Linked DNA regions of Mus musculus: all the other regions are linked to region 2. A link is a contact called in public HiChIP or PLAC-seq data. All regions are on one chromosome and are shown on one strand. The core of a region is the stretch at or near the end of the contact, and the rest is flanking DNA. Distances in the headings are between cores, read along the strand shown.

Region 1 (2,911 bases), core at 134-2,633, 390 kb after region 2:
ATTCCCAGAAGTCACATTTTAAAAAAAGCTGAGTGTGGTGATGACTACTGTGCTAGGGAGGTAGAGATCAGCCTGACCCAGAGAAGCTCACTAGCCTAACCTGCTAGATGATTTCCAGGCCAGTGAGAGACCCTGCCTCAGAACAAAAAGACGACTGGCGCCTGTGATATAACACCTGAGGTCATCCTCTGCACCCATGCATCTTACCTGCACACGTGCATGTGCACCCACACATACAAAAGGTAACAGACTAGGAGAAGACTTGAAATTTGTGTTCAGTCATTGATGGAAGGCTTGGAGTGATAGAAACACCTCAAAAAAAGAAAGTAGTAACCCAGACACTCTGTAAGACCCTTGAGCGAGCTCAGCCTTTGATGACTGCCATTTTGCACACCCTTGACGCTTCTTAGCTCCTCTTCTAGAAGATGCAGTTTCCCCCGTGGAACTCTGGGAATGAAGGTTACCATATCCAGCCCTGTACACTGGTTTAGGGATTTAGCCCAAGGCTGGTGCTTTAAAAAAAAAAAAAAAAAAATCCTTCCTTTAGCCTCCCAGAGACAGGCTGCTCATTTCCATTGCTAAGGTGGAGGAAGAGATAAAGGGATTTATTATCTGAACATTCCAGGGCCTCCCAAACAAATCTGTTCCTCCCTCTAACCACCCCCACCCCCCCGCTCCCCAAAAAGCTGGACCGAGTTTTAAAACATAAGTGTGTTTTGTTCCCAAGCCAGCTTGTCCGTCTCGGCGGCACTCATACACGCAGGGCCTCCTTATCAAATCACAGACTGCTAAGTCACAGAGCAGGAGAGTTCTGGTTCAGCACACCTCATGAGCTGCAAGCCCCAAGAAGGATGTCTGTGTCTGCCTTGCTTGTCATTAGCATCTCATGGTCACATGGCAGTGCCTGCGTCATTCAACCACTGGCAAAGAAAACAGAATGAGGTCAGCCACGAGGGAGAACAAACGGCATAGCTCAAGGAGCACAAACGCAAGCCTGGAAACTTGGGGGGTTGGGGGGGCAGGCTTGTGAGGGGGTGAGTTGTGGCTGATCACAGCCTCCTGGTGGTCCCTCTCTGTGTTCCCTGGTGTTTGCACAGCCCAGGTTACAAATCTGGGCATCATCACCACCAATATCCCCATAGTAAAGGTGACAGACTGGACAGAGCATGCCACATCCCTTGCAGCAGGGTAGAGTCTGGAGCCGCCACGCACCCTCCCCTTCCCTTGTAGAATGGAAGGTGCCAGCCACTTGGGGGTCAGAGTTTGAGGGGAGGCTCTTCTGAGGAATGTGTCTGTGGAGAAATCCATGCTCCCTAGAGGGAAGTGGGGACTGTCCCTGCACATCAGACTGTGGCAGAGCTTACCCCAGGATGCCCTTTAATGAGAGCAGAGAAGACTAGGCCCTTTGCCAGCCAGGACCTCAGAGTCTAAATAGGGTTGCAGTAGGCTGGCAAAGGTCCCTGAGGCCTGTAAATGTGAGGAATCTGGTGGGGGTTTTGTTTGTTTGTTTGGTTGGTTGGTTGGTTTTGTTTTCTAAGGAAATGGGTCTTTGCAAATACGAATAAGGACTGTGAGATAGAACAGTTATCCCAGGTGCCTCACAACTGAGAAGGGCAAAAGCCCCCATATACAATGACTTGTGTACTTAAAAGACAGAGGCCGGGCAGTGGTGACACACGCCTTTAATCCCAGCACTTGGGAGACAGAGACAGGCGAATTTCTGTGTTTGAGGCCAGCCTGGTCTACAGAGTGAGTTCCAGGACAGCCAGGACTACACAGAGAAACCCTGTCTCGGAAAAACAAAAACAAAAAAAAAACAAAACAAAACAAAACAAAAACAAAACAAACAAACAAAAAGACAGAGGCCAAGTGTATCAATTACTTCCTTAGTTGCTGTGACAGAATACCTGTTGAAAGCAACAGAATACCTGTTGAAAGCAGCTTCGGTGAGGAAAGGTTTATTCTGGCTCACAGTCGAGAGGATACAATCCACCACAGAGGGGAAGGAGAGCAGGAGGCAAAGGTGGCTTGCCACTGTGGCGGCACAATCGTGAGGTGGATAGTCACATCCCACGCGCAGTCAGAAAGCACCACAGCGAAAAGCCTCTGGAGAAAGGAACCTCACAGAAACGTTGACCTCAGCCTTCCAGCCTCCAGAGCTTCGAGCAAGAAGGTCTCTGCTGACCAAGCATGGGAGCATGGGCAGACGAAGACACCTCATACATAAACCAGAAGAGGGTAGCTCTTAAAACTTAAAGTCCACCACCACTCCCACTCTCACCAAGCCACTCCCTCCAGCTGAGCTGCTCTACCTTCTGAAGTTTCCACACCTCCCAAACAGCGCCATCTGTAGGCAACCAAGCGTTCAAACACAGGAGCCTAAGGGAAGTGGTGGTTGAGGAGCTGAGGCCACAAACTAATCAATGGCAGACAACACCCCACCCCACCCACCCCCAGCTGGAAGGGATCAAAGTGGGTCCTTCCCTGGATCCTTGGAGGGAATGCAGTTCCGTGGACACAGCCAAACGAAAGTGCCGTCAAACTTCTGCCCTCCAGAACCGCGAGAGAACAAACTGCTGTCTTATGTCTCTTTGTGACAGCAGCCAAGAGGACATCATTCATTATACAGAAGCTGACGACTACCTGCTTGAGTGTCAGAACCAGAAGCAAGTGTTGGGTTGGGCCAATTTCTGCCTCAGTGCTTGTCAGGGCCAGTCTAGTCAGGGTCTGGGTCAAGAGAGAACGCTAGTATGGACCACTGAGTGCCTGAGTCATGGAGCTACCAGAAAAGGTAGGAACCCCACAGGGAGGAACCACAGGTAAGCCCTGTCTAGAGACCCAGACCTACCATCCTAGCTACTCTGGAGGCTGAGGCGGGAAGAAAATGAACACAAAGCATACTTGGGCTACA
Region 2 (2,905 bases), core at 156-2,655:
TCCAACTGGAAACAATAGCATAACAATTACTGCTATTCACAGGGCTCTCAGCTTGAAAAGATAATTGGTGACATGTTAGCCCTGACTGCCTTTCAGTACTGAGAGCTGGCCACAGGGTTGAAGCTTCCTGGTCCCTACTAACTTGATTTCTCTATTTCCAGTAGCCTATGTGTGTGATGTCTTCAGCAATAGGATCCCCCCATCGAGTCTACTGGGTAACCAGGGGCAGAGGCAACACAATGCTCAAGTCTTAATCCCCAGAAGATCATTTCCTCAGAAGATGGATGCATTTGGGGACAAGGCCTTCAAAGAGATGACTAAGATAAAAAGCAGTCAGGAGGATACGTCCTATTTCAACATGATTGATGTCCTTATAAGAAGTAGATTAGGGTACAGGCAGTCATAGAGTAAAGACCACTGAGGACACGGAGAGATAACGGTTGTACCGTGCCCTTGGGAGGCCTCCAAAGACACCAACTCTAAGAAGGCCTTAACCTCAGACTTCTAGCCCCAGAACAAAGAAAATGTTAACTGAATCACTCATCGTGTGGGACACGACTACCGAAGCCAGAGCCATCTTCACAGCTACTTGGTCACATGTCAGGCCTCCTCCAGGTATCAGAGGCTCTTGATATGGTCTGTGATCTGGTCTATCAGCATGAACACCCATGAGGCTGGTGTTCTGAGGGTGTCAACATGTCCACAGGTGGAGTTTGAAAAGTGTGGGGTTCAGCAGACTAGAGAAGAATGTACATATGTTTCAGGCAGGGGTGAGACAGGGACTCCTGTGCTCAAGTGTTAGTGGAGTCGTGACAGGGAGAACATGGTCTGGGAGGGTGTAAGGCAAGGCAGACTTCTCAGAGCTGTAAGCTCGTGTCAAGTGCTGGCCCTGGGGCTGGGGTGCAGCTGAGTTGCTGGAATGCTTACCTATCAGCCGTGAAGTCCTGGGTTTGATCCCCAGCACGATGGTGTGATGATGTGCCTCTATAATTCAAGCACTCAGGAGGTGGAAACAGGAGAACCAAAACCTCAAGGTCTTTCTTGAACACATAGCAAGTTTGAGACCCTGTCTCTAAAAACTAAACAAAACTGGCCTTGAAGCCATTGAAGTCGTTGTCTGGTTCAAGAAGGATGTGAGGCAGTGAGTATCCGGAGGTATAATGATGAGTAGGAGCGGGCACATCTGACCTCCTTGTCTTCCGTTGGTGTTTTGAAACAGATCTTTAAAAAGCCCAAATGAGTTCCCTCTGAGTTCTCCATTAATGAGAAAAAGGCCCGGATGGTACCTGCAATGCTAGCCAGTGACCACCAGATGGCACTCTGTCCCCGCTGTGCAGGCTCACAGCCCAGGGCCTCAGGAAATGTGTCACTGTGCCTCCTTTGCCCGACACTCCCCCTCCTCCCGCAGCAGTCCCGTGTCTACACCACAGGAAGCTCGTCTTTGGGGACATGTGTGAAACTCCACACCGCCTGGCTTAGCTCTGCCTCCTGTTCCTCCTGGGGACATAGCAAGCAAGATCTCACCTACCCTGAAGAGGCCCGAAGAGTCCTCCAGGCGCTCCCGAGCCTGCGTTCTGGCTAGGCACTGAGCTTCCATTTTGAAATCTGCTGCCCAGGAGAAGCACACCCGATGGAAGAGAAGCATATTTCAGAACTATGTATTGATAGATCTGCACCCCTGGCACGAATGCAGCCCTGCAAACACGGCTACCCTGGCATTTAGACCACTTACAGTGGGGTGTAAGACTGACGTAATCCCCAACCTCGGCCCTGGAGAATTAATGAGTTGTTCATGCCATGAGCCGTGAAAGAAAGACTTGCACTGGGGTGGGCGGTTACTGCTTGCCCAGAGTGGCGGAATGAGCCATGGGGCTGGAGGCCAAAGGACTCGGGCCACCCATGCAGGGAATTAACTCCCAGAGATCCATCGCAGGCACGGAGGGCACGGAGCAATCGCTCCATTTGAAGTTTGCATGCCTCTCGGCCCTGCACATCTGAGACTTGGGGTCCATCCCATAGGAACCAGTCCATGACCAAAATCTGGCCGTTGAAAATCTACTGTTGTCAAGCTCTGGCTTTTAGGCAGAGAGCCCTGTCCTTGCTTTCAACTCCAAAAGCAATGAATAATTAATCATCACATTCTTGAATAGAAAGGACGTTTCAATGGATGAGTGACACTTTCAATAGGGTTCTCTGATATTTGCTGTTGCTTCCTTCTGTCTGAAGCAGGACCCCAGGAGTGAAAGGAAGCGAAGACAGAGGCAACATTGTGTTTATTACCGGCTGTGCTTTTGACCCATCAGAAACTGGAGTGGATAGAGAGCAGCTGGATCGGATATTTACCTTGGCACCTGCCCCGCACCAGGCTCTCTCTCTCTCCCATATGTTATATAAGCAGTTTCATGCTCCATACTCGGGGCAATGCTTGGCAGTTGGCTTTGAACCTTTTGTGTGAGTGTATGTGTGCACATATGCCTATGGGTGCCTGTGTGTATGTGTTGCTTGTATGTGTATACATGTGTGTGAAAGGCCAGAAGGCAATCCCAGGTGTCCTTTCTTCATACTATCTGTATTATTTTTTTGAGACTCTTTGATCTGACCTCACCAAGCAGACTAGACTGACTGGCCAGTGAGGCCAAGGGATCTATCTACCTGAGTCCTTGTCTTAGTTAGGGTTTTACTGCTGTGAACAGACACCATGACCAAGGCAACTCTTGTAAGGACAGCGTTTCATTGGGGCTGGCTTACAGGTTCAGAGGTTTAGCCCATTATCATCAAGGCAAGAAGCATTGGCAGCATTCATGCAAGCATGTTGCAGGAGGAGCTGAGAGTTCTAAGTCTTCATCCAAAGGCAGACAGGAGACTAGCTTCCAGGCATCTAGAATGAGGGTCTCCAAGCCTACCC
Region 3 (2,700 bases), core at 37-2,536, 490 kb before region 2:
GGTGCAGGTGCAGGGCTGGGCCTTGACAAACGAGCAGCAGGAGTCATTGTTGTTATCTGATGCATGGCCTGGCCTACACGCTATCGAGGACAGGGGAAGCTAAATCAGGCAAAGCTGGCTTCTGCCACACTGAACTAAGGGCCTTGCTCTGAGGAGACTGAAGAGACAGAAGAGACACTGATCACAGGCCCTGCATGTGAGAGGTCAGAGAGGTGGGATAGGAGGAGCCAAACTGTGCATAGAGCTTCCCTAGGAGAATCCTGGCGAATGTAAACAGAACATTACACTCAGTGGGTTATTTTAGGGTCACAGTCGTGGCCTTGGCAGGTCCCCAATGAGCCAGGCTTGGCCACCTGACATCAGTGGGCCGCTTAAAAGGACCGGAAGTAGTGAAAGCACACAAGAAAGGACACTTAGGACCAGTGACCTCCAAGTCCCTCTCCAGGGCCCTGACAGGAGGTTTAGACTTAAATAGAGAACAAGAGGATTCAGTGAAGATCTGGTCAAGGTATGGTCTCATCCATCACTGACCATTGTTATCAGGCTCCAGTCTGATCTTCTAGGTGTCTGACAGGCGGTCAGAACTGTGAGATAGGCCTTCTTGGGAGGTTAGCCCTCGATCAAGCTGGCCCCATGCTGTAGCCTTTTCCTCTTGAGATTCCTGGGGAACCTCCATTTCTTGAAGTTCATTGTTTCAATGGTCTGATAGGCAAAGGGAGGGCACAGTGTCTCTTTAGAGTATCTTCACTCCTGCCAGGATGGTTACAAAGTTGTTCTCTGTCCCTCTGAGTTCAAGGCCAGCCTGGTTTCTATTGTGAGGTCCAGTACAGCCAGGGCTATGTAAAGACATGGGGGGTCTCACAAATCCCACCCTGAAAAAGTTGTTCTCAGACCTCCACATACAGCATGCAATACAATGCACACACACACACACACACACACACACACACACCAGCCCCAGGAAATCACAGGTATGGGAATTGCTTCAGAGCCATGCCTCTGAGGTCATTACTGATAGAACAAAGGATGGAATGCAGCCTCCCTGTTTGCTGATGACGAGACAGATGTACACCTCCTTTGGGACTGTGCACGATTCAGGGTTACAAAATGGAGGAGCACCTTGTTCTGTGTTCTTACCACCATCCCCAAGGCTAGGCAAGACTCATACTTTGGGTATTCTGTGCAGGCCTTGGGGATGGTGGACTCACTATCCCAGATTCTCATGGATCCAGCTCTGGGGTGATGGGCAAGCTCTCAAGGGTGTAGACTAATATATGTTCCGGGATGAGTCACAGATGGTATATGTCCACACAGTTGGTGTGGGTCCAAGTGGGTAGTCATCCAATTGCTATGCTCCTAATTGTCCCAGTAAAACTGTGACAACACACTGAGACCACAACAAAAACCAGTGACAATTCAGCTCTTAGGTGAGCCCTGATGTTCCTGTCCCATAAAGACATGGTACTCTGTGTGTATCTGGGCTGTGTATATACTTGTTCTTGCCGGGTGGTCAGGATATCTGGTGTGTGTGTGTTTATGTGTGTTTGTGTTTATATGTGTGTTTGTGTATGTGTGTTTGTGTGTGTATGTGTGTGTGTGTTGTGTGCATATGTGTGTGTATGTGTTTATGTGTGTTTGTGTTTATATGTGTGTTTGTGTATGTGTGTTTGTGTGTGTTGTGTGTTTATATGTGTTTGTGTTTATATGTGTGTGTGTGTTTGTGTTTATATATATGTTTGTGTGTGTGTGTGTGTGTTTGTGTGAGTGTGCATGCACATATATTTAATTTACATGTGCTAGTGGAGGCCAGAGGTCGATGTTTGCTGTCTTCCTCAATCATTCCACTCTGTGTTTTTTTGATTCAGGATCTCTCACTGACATGGGACTCAACATTTTATTTAGAGGAGCTTCAGGGGTCCCACTGTCTCAATCTCCTGTGCTGGGAGTAGAGACCTATGTAACATTCCTGCTTTGTTACTGTAGATTTTTGTGGGTGCTGGGGATTGAACTCAGGTTCCCATGCTTAGGTGACAGGCACTTTACCGACTGAGCCACCCTGAAACTGGGTATTCTAAATACAGCTCTTGGTATTATGTAGCTGTTCAAGGTAATTTCTTAGGGTTCTAGACTCAGAAAAGCGACTAGCTTTTCTCTAACGTCTGGCTAGTCTCACTGTTTCTCAGGACACAGGATGTCATGGGTTCAAGTCCCAGTTTCACAGAAGTGGTGTGGAATCCATGCAGACTTTGTGCCAAGTTCCCATCAGTAACTTTCACATTAATGATCAGCCAGCATCTTCAAAGGATGTGATTTTTTTTAAAAAAAAAAAAAAGATTTATTTATTTATTTATTTATTTATTTTGTATGAGTACACTGTAACTGTCTTCAGGCACACCAGAAGAGGGCATCAGATCCCATTACAGGTGGTTGTGAGCCACCATGTGGTTTCTGGGAATCGAACTCAGGACCTCTGGAAGAGCATTCAGTGCTCCTAACTGCTGAGCCATCTCTCCAGCCCACACACAGGATCAGACCTGCAAAGTCTCCTTTTCCTTCTTGTTACTTTCTTTGAAAGGTGTGAACCCAAGAACTGAGTGTCTTACTGATCTGACATGTGCAACAGGCACATACGTCCACACTTCATGACCAGGCAGAAGTGTTTGAATTGCAAAGTGAGATCCACCAGACTTGTTTGGGTTT

Evidence for each region. HiChIP or PLAC-seq counts read pairs in DNA pulled down with a chosen protein or histone mark.
Region 1: an HNF4G HiChIP or PLAC-seq map of pancreatic cancer cells shows a contact between it and region 2. The contact joins two enhancer-like sites. A contact is called at or near these places in 7 of 39 promoter capture datasets (embryonic stem cells, hematopoietic stem and progenitor cells, pre-B cells and 2 more), 11 of 15 datasets of contacts at CTCF or cohesin (CD8 T cells, the G1E-ER4 cell line, the NIH/3T3 cell line and 5 more), 70 of 484 Hi-C or Micro-C datasets (B cells, CD4 T cells, CD8 T cells and 23 more), 42 of 115 datasets of contacts at active chromatin or transcription factors (the 230-238 cell line, CD8 T cells, the HPC-7 cell line and 32 more) and 2 of 9 other capture datasets (bone marrow-derived macrophages and embryonic stem cells).
Region 3: an HNF4G HiChIP or PLAC-seq map of pancreatic cancer cells shows a contact between it and region 2. The contact joins two enhancer-like sites. A contact is called at or near these places in 2 of 115 datasets of contacts at active chromatin or transcription factors (forebrain and pancreatic cancer cells) and 1 of 9 other capture datasets (embryonic stem cells).

What each region holds. Positions count from the first base shown.
Region 1 is chr8:126,883,443-126,886,353 of GRCm38.p6, forward strand. All of the region lies in intron 1 of Gm31718 (a long non-coding RNA gene), which reads right to left. Among named protein-coding and RNA genes, the nearest start is that of Gm31718, 23 kb to the right of the region's middle. Within about 2 kb of position 1,384, at least 153 of the 459 cell types and tissues checked have an H3K27ac peak or open chromatin away from gene starts, as enhancers often do. A contact at or near this core is called in CD8 T cells, the HL-1 cell line, SST interneurons and 18 more, where this site is marked.
Region 2 is chr8:126,496,361-126,499,265 of GRCm38.p6, forward strand. Gm51605 (a long non-coding RNA gene) reads right to left here. Exons shown (of 2, transcript XR_003947621.1): 1 at 928-2,905. Among named protein-coding and RNA genes, the nearest start is that of Gm51605, 2.9 kb to the right of the region's middle. Within about 2 kb of position 1,406, at least 354 of the 459 cell types and tissues checked have an H3K27ac peak or open chromatin away from gene starts, as enhancers often do. A contact at or near this core is called in CD8 T cells, the HL-1 cell line, SST interneurons and 18 more, where this site is marked.
Region 3 is chr8:126,007,840-126,010,539 of GRCm38.p6, forward strand. The region is part of intron 1 of Kcnk1 (potassium channel, subfamily K, member 1); the gene reads left to right. Among named protein-coding and RNA genes, the nearest start is that of Kcnk1, 14 kb to the left of the region's middle. Within about 2 kb of position 1,287, at least 23 of the 459 cell types and tissues checked have an H3K27ac peak or open chromatin away from gene starts, as enhancers often do. A contact at or near this core is called in pancreatic cancer cells, where this site is marked.